4 separate regions of the Mus musculus genome follow, and regions 1, 2 and 4 are each linked to region 3. A link is a contact called in public Hi-C and Micro-C data. All regions are on one chromosome and are shown on one strand. The core of a region is the stretch at or near the end of the contact, and the rest is flanking DNA. Distances in the headings are between cores, read along the strand shown.

The links. Hi-C and Micro-C count contacts between places; a contact is called where the count stands out from the background.
Region 1: a Micro-C map of the HL-1 cell line shows a contact between it and region 3, with 1.8 times the contacts expected there. The contact joins the enhancer-like site here to the promoter of Glt28d2 in region 3. A contact is called at or near these places in 19 of 39 promoter capture datasets (the 3T3-L1 cell line, 3T3-L1-derived adipocytes, the C10 cell line and 11 more), 1 of 15 datasets of contacts at CTCF or cohesin (the NIH/3T3 cell line), 6 of 484 Hi-C or Micro-C datasets (the HL-1 cell line, cerebral cortex, embryonic fibroblasts and 2 more), 10 of 115 datasets of contacts at active chromatin or transcription factors (cardiomyocytes, craniofacial prominence, embryonic stem cells and 5 more) and 3 of 9 other capture datasets (adipose tissue, macrophages and pancreatic islet).
Region 2: a contact with region 3 is called in a Hi-C map of hematopoietic stem and progenitor cells, with 2.8 times the contacts expected there. The contact joins the enhancer-like site here to the promoter of Glt28d2 in region 3. A contact is called at or near these places in 8 of 39 promoter capture datasets (the 3T3-L1 cell line, the SN4741 cell line, embryonic stem cells and 3 more), 2 of 15 datasets of contacts at CTCF or cohesin (the NIH/3T3 cell line and embryonic stem cells), 1 of 484 Hi-C or Micro-C datasets (hematopoietic stem and progenitor cells), 7 of 115 datasets of contacts at active chromatin or transcription factors (bone marrow-derived macrophages, embryonic stem cells, fibro-adipogenic progenitors and 2 more) and 2 of 9 other capture datasets (adipose tissue and pancreatic islet).
Region 4: a contact with region 3 is called in a Hi-C map of rod photoreceptor, with 4 times the contacts expected there. The contact joins the enhancer-like site here to the promoter of Glt28d2 in region 3. A contact is called at or near these places in 12 of 39 promoter capture datasets (the 3T3-L1 cell line, 3T3-L1-derived adipocytes, the SN4741 cell line and 6 more), 1 of 15 datasets of contacts at CTCF or cohesin (the NIH/3T3 cell line), 3 of 484 Hi-C or Micro-C datasets (cortical neurons and rod photoreceptor), 5 of 115 datasets of contacts at active chromatin or transcription factors (embryonic stem cells, kidney, neural tube and 1 more) and 2 of 9 other capture datasets (adipose tissue and pancreatic islet).

Annotation. Positions count from the first base shown.
Region 1 is chr3:85,714,976-85,717,675 of GRCm38.p6, reverse strand. The region is part of intron 5 of Fam160a1 (family with sequence similarity 160, member A1); the gene reads left to right. It overlaps Gm40082 (a long non-coding RNA gene), which reads right to left. Exons shown (of 3, transcript XR_001783868.1): 3 at 1-216. Among named protein-coding and RNA genes, the nearest start is that of Gm40082, 3.6 kb to the right of the region's middle. Within about 2 kb of position 1,380, at least 7 of the 459 cell types and tissues checked have an H3K27ac peak or open chromatin away from gene starts, as enhancers often do. A contact at or near this core is called in the HL-1 cell line, pancreatic cancer cells and trophoblast stem cells, where this site is marked.
Region 2 is chr3:86,108,662-86,111,498 of GRCm38.p6, reverse strand. All of the region lies in intron 14 of Sh3d19 (SH3 domain protein D19), which reads right to left. Among named protein-coding and RNA genes, the nearest start is that of Gm25188, 9.5 kb to the right of the region's middle. Within about 2 kb of position 1,263, at least 100 of the 459 cell types and tissues checked have an H3K27ac peak or open chromatin away from gene starts, as enhancers often do. A contact at or near this core is called in adipose tissue, bone marrow-derived macrophages and hematopoietic stem and progenitor cells, where this site is marked.
Region 3 is chr3:85,886,154-85,888,853 of GRCm38.p6, reverse strand. Glt28d2 (glycosyltransferase 28 domain containing 2) reads left to right here and starts at 1,336. Exons shown (of 2, transcript NM_177130.3): 1 at 1,336-1,727.
Region 4 is chr3:85,678,744-85,681,525 of GRCm38.p6, reverse strand. The region is part of intron 7 of Fam160a1 (family with sequence similarity 160, member A1); the gene reads left to right. Among named protein-coding and RNA genes, the nearest start is that of Gm40082, 33 kb to the left of the region's middle. Within about 2 kb of position 1,330, at least 5 of the 459 cell types and tissues checked have an H3K27ac peak or open chromatin away from gene starts, as enhancers often do. A contact at or near this core is called in rod photoreceptor, where this site is marked.

The sequences.
Region 1 (2,700 bases), core at 131-2,630, 170 kb after region 3:
TGGCTCAGTGAATGAAGTGCCTTCCATTTAAGGATACAGATCTGAGTTGGATCCCCACAAATCCACATTGAAAAGCCAGGCTTGGTATTTTGTATCTTGACTCCCCATGCTGCGGGGACAATGTGGGGCTGCAGCAGGTAGAGACAGGAGGATCTTGGGAGTTCTTTGGCCAGCTGTCCTATTTGAATCAGTGAGCTTCAGATTTAGTGACAACATCTGTATCAGGGAGGGAAGGAAGAGAGGGAGGAAAGATATTTGACATTGACCCCTAGCTTATACACATGGATGTGCATACCTCCACCTACTCTAATAAGTAACACATCAGATGCACACCACATCCCACCTGCATACACACTCACAACCTGTGAGTAGGAAAAGTGGGGCGGGTATGTAGGCTGATAGTGGGCATCTCTGCAATTGCTCCTCACTGCTGCAGATAGGTATGGAGTCCACTCAGGAGCTTACTCTCATACTGTCTTCATCCAACACTGAGGTGTGGCCATTTATTCCTCAGGGTTAGTGCAGGGTTCACGGGGTTCTTTTTAAAGGCTGCAGGACTTTCTTCCACAGTCATGTGCAAGCGGAACACATTGGGGAAAGCTCTGGGCCTGGGAGTAGACTTGGGTTCAATCTCTAGGTTGAGTAATAAAGGTGACTCAGAAAGCCCTGAACACAAGGTTTTTATCAATTCATTTGACAAACCATCCAACCTCGCTGAGTGCATTTGGTGTCTGGTCCTGCCTGAGCTATCTCAAGGTTGTTGATTTTTAACCTGTGTTAGTATTTGTATGTTCTGTGGAGAAAATACTAATATACCTAGTTTAGGGTGCTAGCTCAGACCTTCTGGGGATTTTATATAAGAACATGGCAGATAAATATATCATTCTTCTAAAAGTTTTTAAATTCCTAAATACATATAGCCTCCAGAGTGTGGAATAAGAGATGGGAAGCCCACTTTGGACATTTGGGAAAGAGTTGATTTTTACAGATAGGTTGAGCATGCTTTTGTGAAAGTCATATTAAAGAAAATGTTATTGATAGATGAAGTAAGCAAATAAATTCAGCTGCAGATATGTCTAGAGTCACTCAAGCTGGTTGGTTCTATTGTACTTTAGAGCAAAGGGTACGTTGTCTGCTTCTCATGGGTCTGCCCGGTTAATTTGTCCAAGCTAATATTCAAAGCTGAGCGCTCATTGGTTAGTTGCACTAGCCTGCCTTCTCAGAGAAGCAGAAGTGAAGGAAGGATTAAACAAACAGGGATTGTACTTCAAGGAGCAAGGCAAGAAGGCACTTAGGGACAAAAGTGTCAACCCTGGAGCTTACATCACCTGTCATAGTGTCAGAGGGAGAGACGTGGAGCTTTTATCTGGAAGTGACACATGTCTTTCCATTCCTATTTCATCCTGTGAAGGCAAGCAAGGCCTCAGGTCACACCACCCTCAGAGGGAAGTGTCCTTCTGCGGTTTTATCAGAAGAGATGTTTAGGATATGAATATTTGCCCTAGTGACTGTCATTCATATGTCAGGGTCCCAGTAAGAACAGGTGGGCCTCAGATGGTGCTGTCAGGCAAGCTGAGGAGCTAAAGAGGGTTTGAGAGGGCAACATTTCAGTGTTTGGTGCTGTGTCAGAAACCACGCTTAGAGCTGGACTTAACAGCAGCCATTGGTTGTTAGTGTGAGTCACCACCTGCACAGTGCAACAGTCCGGCTCTAGGGCGTGGGCCTCAAGTGAGATCATTTCTGTGACTAGGGCCTGAGCATTTGGGGCTGCCTGAGCATCTCTTTCTCCTCTGTGCCTCTTCCTTTCTATACAGGTATGGCTGGGGCTTCTCCCAGGGAGGCAGCCTTAGCTATTTGGGTTTCTATACTAGTCAAGGTCTCAGCACTCCAGAGCATGGAGGTTCTAAAGCCTCCAAGTGTGCATGGTAGAAGTGACCAGTGTCTTAGGGACCTGGGACAGAGTCACTCCTGTTTACTCTCACTGTTCACATGTCACAGAGCTGGATACGGAGCCTGTAGCTTGATTCAAGAGCATAAGGGAATCTGTGGCAAGTTCACTGTGACCATAACACTGATCTCTCCCCCTCTCCCCCCAGTCTCTCTGTCTCTCTCTGTCTCTGTCTCTCCCCCTCTCTGTCTCTATCTCTGTCTCTGTCTCTGTCTGTCTCTCTCTCTCTCTGTGTGTGTGTGTGTGTGTGTGTGTGTGTGTGTGTGTGTGTCTGTGTCTGTGTCTGTGTCTGTGTAAAGAGTCAGGGGCAAGGGGCTGTGTAGAAAGTGCCTGCTATAGGAGCTGTGTACTTCAAGCAACTCCTAGAAATAAAGTTGGGACAAACTCGGAAACTTCACCTATTCCGGTCTACCAGTCTCCTGCTAGAATCATATTGGCTAAACTCGTGTGGTAACCAAACATTTCAGAGAACAGAGGACATGGTGGCCCACACAGACCCACAGGGCTATGAGACTGGATCTGAAGGTAAATACAGATGCATGTGAGTCTCCTGCACTCCCAGCTCCCAGTGTCAGCACCTGAGAGCCTTCCTTAGGAGGAAGCTGGCACCTGTCAAGTGTGACTGTACTCTGTGCTCAAGTAGATTTCACCTTAAAATTTTCTAGAAAGGCCTTAAAACCCAACCTTTTATATCTTCTTCTCACAGATTCTCTTCTGGAACCTACATCATAGTTAGAACTTACTATGGCAGG
Region 2 (2,837 bases), core at 14-2,513, 220 kb before region 3:
CCCACTCTACACTCCTGTCAGATCTTTCCCGAATCCTCCTGCTTTTTTAACCAAAATGCGCCACAGGGGCAAACTGTCTGTTTAATACAGGAAGCAGAACTGTAACTCAGGTCAAGAGAGGATGGCTGAGGCAGCTTCACACCAGCGCCTGCTTACTGCCTTTGTCTAAATAATGAGCAACACGGGAGTTGTGATAATTGTGAGCTATTTTAGGTCTCTGGTGGCTTTAAGAACACCAATTTATGTACTTAATTGTGTGTGTGATTTTTATTTGTTCCTGATTTAAATCTTCAGAAAAAAGAATGGCTATTCAATAAAGAATACTAGGCTGGGTGGCTGGTGACTTGGAAAAAGTCGAGACATAGATCTACCTTAAACCTAACATGAATGTGAGTCTCCAAGTGAACCAAAGACCTGAATATACCCAGGAGTGAGAAAGTTGGGAAGATAATTTGAGCCTCCAGGTAGGGTCCTTGCTCAAGCCTTCAGTGATGAGCAAGCAGACTCATCAGGGGGAACAGCCTAGACAGGGTTGTCCACAAGGGAGGCGGACAACCCAGACTCCACTACCAGGGTGCACATCTTGTAGGTAAACCCAAGATAGTTCAAAGGTCTTCATTGCTAGAGTAATGACATTATAACAGTAAGAATAGCTAATACCACTGCTCAATTGTTGTGCTCCAACCACTGTAACAAACACCTTCTATGCATTAACATTACCTACTTGTTAAATGTCTGAGATACAATTCATACAAAATAAAATGTATCCATTTAGAATCTATGTGGCTTGTACAGGTTTTCATTTAAAGATGTTTATGTGCTTTTAATTTACAACTAACTTCTTGCTGCTGTATAGTAAAATATTAATATATTTTTATCGTTAAACTGCTGCATGACTATCAAAAAAAAAAGGATCTATGTGGTTAAGGAACATTCATGGAATTGTGCAACTATCACTGAAGTCTGTGTTTACAGTGTTTTGTTTTTTGTTTTTTGTTTTTTTTGATCCCCTCTGCTTCTCCACAGAGCCCGTGTGAAGGCTAAAGTTATGTTTTAAGTTTAAATTACTGTGTCAAGAGATCTATAAAACACAAATGCCTCTGACCTGCCTAAGAACAGACAGCCTCCAGGAATGCTGGGCGCGTTGTTCACAGGCCACATGCTTTCACTTTTGTAAACGAACTTGGTTGCCCCAGCTGGGCAGGACGAGCTTGATCACACGGGGAGGCGGGATGTGTGTCGGCAGGAAGGCCATCAGGATGTATGCTTGCCCCCAACTGGACGAAGGAGAGAAGTACACAGCCTTGTGGGTTTTCCCTTTATAAGCCTCTGACTAATATATTTTGGGGCTGTTCTCTGGGAATCCCAGGTAAAGACCTGGCTGGTGTCCACTGTCCTGGACAGTTTTAATAAAGCGTGCCTTAAATTGGCTCAAACATTGTGATAGTGGGCTTGTTCTTGCCCAGTGGGATTTGCCCCTACTGTACAACTCCTCGTTCACCATCCCCTCTGCCCTAAGCAAGCACCAATCTACTTTCTGTCTGCATGGAGTCAGCTTTCCTGGGTCTCTGTGCAACATGTCAATCTAAAAACAACCCTGGGGATGTTACTGTACATTCCATATAAAAAGCAAAACAAAACAAACAAACAAACAAAAAATGCTTCGGCACTCTGTGGCCACCCAGGTAGGAGGGAAACGGAAGGCACACACTTGCTGACGACCCTTCACTTTCTCTCTGACCAGTCCTTTGGATTCAACCATAATTGATACATTTAATATCTCCTGTTTACCAACTTAGGGGAAGATGCCCAATTTTGAACCTTCTTCTCCATGGCTTTTTGTGGTCTTGGCAATGGGCACCAGACAAGTGCTGAGGCCAGTGACTCAAGCTTCATTTTCTAAAAACTGTAACAATCCTAAAAACTGTAACAATCCCTCCAGCCCCAAAGCCTAATAGGACAGTTCATTTCATTATCAGCAGCAGAGACAACGCACTGGCTCCGGAGGCCAACTCTCTGCAAAGCCACAGCGAGGAACTAAAAGGCAATGTTCCAAGTGGGAAAACTTTGGACTGTTACAACTTTTACATTTTTAGCTTTAAAAATATATGTAAGAGGATAGATCTTTTTGGCAGTGTAAGTCCTGCTGTTACCAACGGCATGCTCTGGGAGAGGAAGGGCGGCTCTAACAGATGGCCGATGCTGGACCCAAGCAGAGAAAATTGGGTAAGAGAAGTTTCCTATGTGAACTAGTTAGAATTCTCACGTGCCAGCTGCACGAGCTGAAAACATAACTTCTCCCTAAAATGATAATTTTTACTTTCTTAGAAAAAAGCTTCATAGGATAAACTGCCTTTCAAGAAGAAGGAATTACACTGGCTTATGAAAACTAGGATGAAGAACAAACTCTTTACTTGAGTGGAGTGACTGGTGGGCAGTTACCTTGAGTGACAGAGTGAACACTTAACCGGGAGAGTTAAACTCTTCCAAACATGCAGCGTTGCTCAGAAGCAGGGCAGCTGCCTAGCTTCTCTGACACCCTGAGCTTGGTCTTCTGCAATGCTAAACTGTAAATGTAACTTTTGTTCTCCTGTGATAACTGTCATCTCTGAGGCTTACTGCCTCAGCCTGCTAACCCAGGCCTCGCCCTGGAAGCTTCTAGCCTCTTATCTAAGCCTACACTGTTTTCAGCCTCTGACACTTACTGCTGAGTAAGCTCTCAACTGTGGCTGGCTGGTTCAGCTCAGCTGTTCTGACTCAAACTCCTCTCCAAGCTGACTGATTCAGTTTGGCTTCTCTCTCGACCTCTGACTAAACTGCTCTGCTTGGCCTCATAT
Region 3 (2,700 bases), core at 87-2,586:
AGGCGGCAAAAGCGAAAGTTGGTGATTCGGGCATGGTGGTGGTGGTGGTGGTGGTGGTGATGTACAGATAGTAGGAGAAAGCATGAAGTTTGTACCATCCAGTTGCTATGGGTGCAAGGAAAATTAGAAAACTAGATCTGCCCGATTTTGGTTATCTCCGGAGGTCATTCATGCAGAACAAAGGAAGACTCTTCCTCAGAAGCAGGATTTGGTGAGGCGCCAGTAGGATGCTGTGGTGGAAAACCTCCACATCCGTTTTCTCAGACTGTGGTGTAGCCCCATCCGCTGGGAGGAGGACTCAATTCAAGTTTCAGCCACACTAACCACAGGGCAATGCAAATAGCAAGAGAGCCGCTAACCAAGATTCAAATTCCTCCTATGGGATTTAAAGTACAGGAAGCAGAGCCTGGACAGACCGTCCAAGCACATAGGGCGTGGAGACTGAAGGGGAGAGCTGGCGTGGCATGCTGTTCTCAGTCCTTAGGCAAAGGTCGCCCCAGGTCGAGGGTTGGGCCCTGGAAGAGGATAATGTACCACACAGTGCCAAAGGGCCACCACCTCCCTGCTGTTCTCCATTCTCCTGAGCTCCGAGTTGCGAACTTTCATCCTTGCTAAGGACTATTCATTTAACAGCCCTTTCTTTTTGGCTGGAGGTAGGGTGGCAGTGGGGACAGTTGCCAGTGAATGAACGACACACACCTATGCAATACCCTCAAGCTCACAAATAAGGTCCGAACGACTAAAATTACCCCTAAGAAACTAAACTGCAAAACTGCAACTCTTTGCTTCCTTGCTGGAACCAAATGGCCTCCTGTTCATTCAGGCGAGTTTTCCAGTCCAGTAAAAGGAGATCACGTTCATCTTTTGCCTCAGATCTACTGGGACTGTCCTGTCATGTTAAAGTTCAAATATCTCAGGAAGACGAGACCAGGCGAAGGGAATCCGCGTGGGGCGATGCGTACGGCTCCGCACTCAAACCTTCTGGAAGTGGGAAATCTAAGACGTCCGCGCGTCGCGGTGTGCAGCTTCCTTTCCTCAGAAAACCCTAGAAACCAGCCGGGCGTGCCTGCCTGTCAGGCGTGACGCGGGAGGAGGGATGAAGTTCGCCAGAGAGGCGAGCCCCCAAGGGCGAGGCGTCCTCCACAACGCTCCAGTTCAAGTTTCGGTGGAAACTTTCTCGCAGAGGCCCCGCCCCCTTCACCTAGGAAACCGGTGCGCGCTGTAGTCGCGCAATTCGAGTCTCCCGAGCACCTGGCGGAGGCGGGTCTGGGCGACAGGGCGGGGCTTACTGGGGGCGGGGTCGGAGGCGGTGGAGGCCCTGGGGGCGGGGCCCCTGAGTCGCTCGGCAGGTTGGGCCCCGCCCCTGCCACCTCCCTGCCTCGGAGGGTGCGGGCTGTGGGGCGGGGACCAGCCCGAGACCTGCGAAGCTCCGTCACCCGCTGACGTGCTGGAGAAAAGTTGTGCCCCGACCTTCTCTAGCTGGGTGATTTGTCCCCGGGTCCTCAGACTGAGTTGAAGCCAGGGCTGGAGGTCACCGCGCCCAGACGCCCGAGGGCAGCTGCCCGGGCGCCTGGAGTTGGGTGTTAGGCCCAGAGGAGCCGGCTCAGTCCTCTGTTGTGCCCTGTGCGCTGGAGGCTCGGTTGTTCTCCCGCACCCGGGACCGTCGCACAAACTTTCTGACTGTCTAGGGGACACTGCGTAGCAGGAGGATCCGCGGCCGCACGCAGGTAAGAAATCTGTGCTTGAAGGCTTGCTTTTATTTTATTTTAGGGTGTTGGAGGAGGAAGAGACTGTCCCGAGAACCTCCTTCCTGCATCCTGCTGGGTGGCAGGAGCAGGTTTTGGAGAGAGGACTGGTAGGACGGCTGGGGAAGTCCAGTGACTACCCGGGACGCTGGGGGCTCCTGCAGGCGACGTTACTCAGGACTGACCCTGGAAGAAGAAGGCCAGCTTGTTTTGACGGAGGAAGATGTCATCAGGCTCTCCACCTCTTTTCTCAGTCCCTTGGGTCGCAGCGCCTGGGTCCCCCAGGAATAATTGGCAGAGACGATGAGATCTAGGTCTGTCTTCCTCTCCAAACCTTTCCTGGCATACACCAGAGTCAGAGGCGGTGCCACTGGGCTTGCAGCACTTTCCTGCTGTGAGGAATTTATTGTTGGGTTACTGTTGCTCAATTTCATAAATTCTCTGATGAAACTGAGTTTGAGTTATGGTTATCAGTGTGTGTATATGTATGTATGTGCGCGTGTGTGTGTGCTTGTTTTCCCTGGTTTCAACAAAGCTCCCTTGTTAACCCCACTCCTGCGAGGTTAGCTAGCTATTGTTTTATTTCAAGCTCGGGTGGGTGAGGTGTTGGGGGTGACAGCTACTGTGTTTGCTTGGAGTTTTGGGACTCCTGTGAGTGGGTGCTGAGAATTAGCCCAGGTTGGCTTTAGCCTCCTGTACTTGACAGATCAGCTGTCAACTATTCTACAGGTATTGCAGCCCTAGCCATCCAGGCGCAGGGGGTACCACATCCCCTCCTTTAAGAGAAAAGAGCTCCAAATGAAGACAGGCTGTTCTCAGGAGGAGGAAGGGGGTGGGGTGGGCGGGGGAGATGGCAGACCAATTGTTGCTTTCTTTAGATGGGGCCTACTACTCTGTGGGCTGCTCTGGGAGGGCCCTGCTATCAAGTTCATCTCATTAGGAAGTCAGCTGCTTT
Region 4 (2,782 bases), core at 81-2,580, 210 kb after region 3:
CACACCATGGAGGGCCTTACAGGCTGTCGCTTTATGGGAGACTATCATTTCTAAGATTTTTAAGTAAAACAACGTTTTTGAACTTTTCGGGTTTAAATCAGGTCATCAGTAACTAATCTTAAGGCATTAGCAGAGAACAAATCCGATCATAAGGACGCAGCTGGTAGTCTGTTTTAAAAGGATTACTTCAGCTCCCCAGCAAGTATCTACAGACAGGACAGAATGCATTAGCAGGGCCTGAGTGAAATCCAGCAGAAAGCTTGGCAAAGCATTTTCTATTGCTCAGACCCAGGCTCTTACTCAAGGTGGGCAAAGCTTGATTGCATTTAAATGTTAAATTCCTAAATGCTGCTCCGCTGACAGCAGGGATAAAGCGTGTTCTCTCTCTCTCTCTCTCTCTCTCTCTCTCTCTCTCTCTCTCTCTCTCTCTCTCTCTCTCTCTCTCTCTCTCTCTCTCTCTTTCTCTCCTGTGTGTGTGTCCCTGAAATGGCAGCCTGACTGGATCTGAGGTCCATTGCTTTCTCCTGTGGGTCACCAAGGCCAGGCAAAGCCAGAGTTGTGGCAGGCTTGCTTGCTGGACATCTGGTAAGCTTTACACGATAAGCTCTGCCCCTTTGTCTGCTCATAGCATTCACATCTGTCCTCAGCAGCAGTGTTAAACATGGCTGCATCTGAGAGCCAGGCCTGGACCTTAGGAAGATGAGAAATAAACCTGTGTTTGAGTGTGGACATGTCTAAATTGGGCTAGTTGGTTCTGTGATGTCCAAGAGGTGCCTGCAGGGCATCTCACTATGACAAGTTCTGTGGAAGAAGGAGGGGTGCCAGGCTTGAGGTGCAGACAGCTCGACACCACCTTCCCTAGGTGCTCTGGCCGGCTCCTTGTTCCATGGAGCTGATGGTGCTACTGCAGTAGCACAGTTGTTCTTTACTGAGTACTTCCTATTTCCTACTCTACTTCGTGTGGATGCCAGAGAAAAGCACCCGAGAGGACCTGTGCAGGAGACCTCTGGCTCCCTCCCCTCCCTCTGAGCTGCAGATTGTCTTGTTCTACTTCTGGAATATGCTACCTCGTAGGATGATTGAAAGGAACAATTGTGGTGATATCCACAAAAGCATTTTGAAACAATGTGGGGTGTTATATATACTTAGAGGATGGGAACCTTCTAGAAAATATATTTTAAACTCATAAAAATTATGTCTTTTCTGATTTAGAATCTGTCCCTGAAGCGAGGGCAACAAAGAACTTTATTCTTCTAGGCATTTAAACTTTGTTGGAAAGAATATAAAACTAGGTTATAATCTACCCTTTCCATTTTTGCCTGCTGTGCAGTTGTTTGGCTGCGCATGATAAGCTTGGGGGCCCGAGAGCTTGTGAGCAGCATGGTTGTGTGGATCCCTCCTAATGAAGTTGTTACGTGGTAAATAAATTACCATATCTCTGTCTGTTGTGCCTTAAGTGCTCCTAAATATTGATACTTCAGAGTAGTATTCTATTAATAACTGATACAAATTTCTCCTTTGGCCAAGTGTCAGAGGAGTCCGTTGAGATGAGAGATTTGCAAAGAGAGAGAGAAATCCCAGGAGAAATGGCCCCCTTGGGTGTGTGCACCTGTGAGAGGCCAGACAAAGACCGGGAATATTGGTGGGCAGGGGTGTGACAGACCCTGTGCTCCGGGAGTGTCCCAGTTCTGGGGAAAATCAACTGCTTGGGCCTGGGTTGGCATCTCTGAATCCTCTTAGTGTATCTTTAGCAAGTTTGTGAGCTCTGTTGCCTGTCGTGTCCAGATAGGGGCAGTTTTACTTGAAGAGAAGCCGTGTGCACAGTTCAGGCACACCTCTGTCCTGCAGAGGAGCTGGGGGACAGTGGCAGAGGTGGACAGCCAGCCCAGGGAGGGAGGAACAGGAGAAACATGGCCAGAACTATGGTGAGCAGTGAAGATCTCTGGAACCTCACTTGCCTGCTCGCAGTCAGTCTTCTGTCTACGGACTATGCTTCAGTCCCTCGCCTCTGCCTTCTGATTGGTTGTTTCCTTGCTAGGTTATCAGTAAGCATGTGTGCTCTGTGTCACCACTTGTTACTCACTGGCTAAAATGAATGGTGACCTATTTAAAAAAATATTCTTTGAGAATTTCTTACATGTATACAATGTGTCTTGATCATATATATCTACCTCCCATACCTCCTCCTGCTCCACATCCCGTGTCCTCTCCAAAGCTCATAAAACCTACCTTCCTTTCTTTCTTTCTTTCTTTCTTTCTTTCTTTCTTTCTTTCTTTCTTTCTTTCTTTCTTTCTTTCTTTCTTTCTTTCTTTTGGTGATGGCTGATTTTAATAAATAATGCCCAATGAAAGGTGGTAGAGGGTTGAGGAAGTAATGAAAATATTTGTGTGCATGCATACATACACACACACACACACACACACACACACACACACACACACACACGCGCGCGCGCACGCGCGCAAGTAAATGCACCTCCCCCTCCCCTCCCCAGTATATTGGGTAATAACTTAATCTGGCTATTGAAGTACGGTACTTCCTAATCTGTGAGCTGTGTGTGATGCTATAGACGTAAAATCCCAGTACTCATGAACCTGCAGCAGGGAGAAAACGGGCTGGAGGCCATTCTGAGAAACACAGCATTTCCATCAGTCAGCAAACACGTGCAGGGGTCTGTAATTATTACTTCCTAATGTAAATAAAATCTCCACACAAAATTATCAAATAGTCAAAAGATGGCTTAATGAAAAATACCTGTACTAAATGCCTACGTGATTTTTC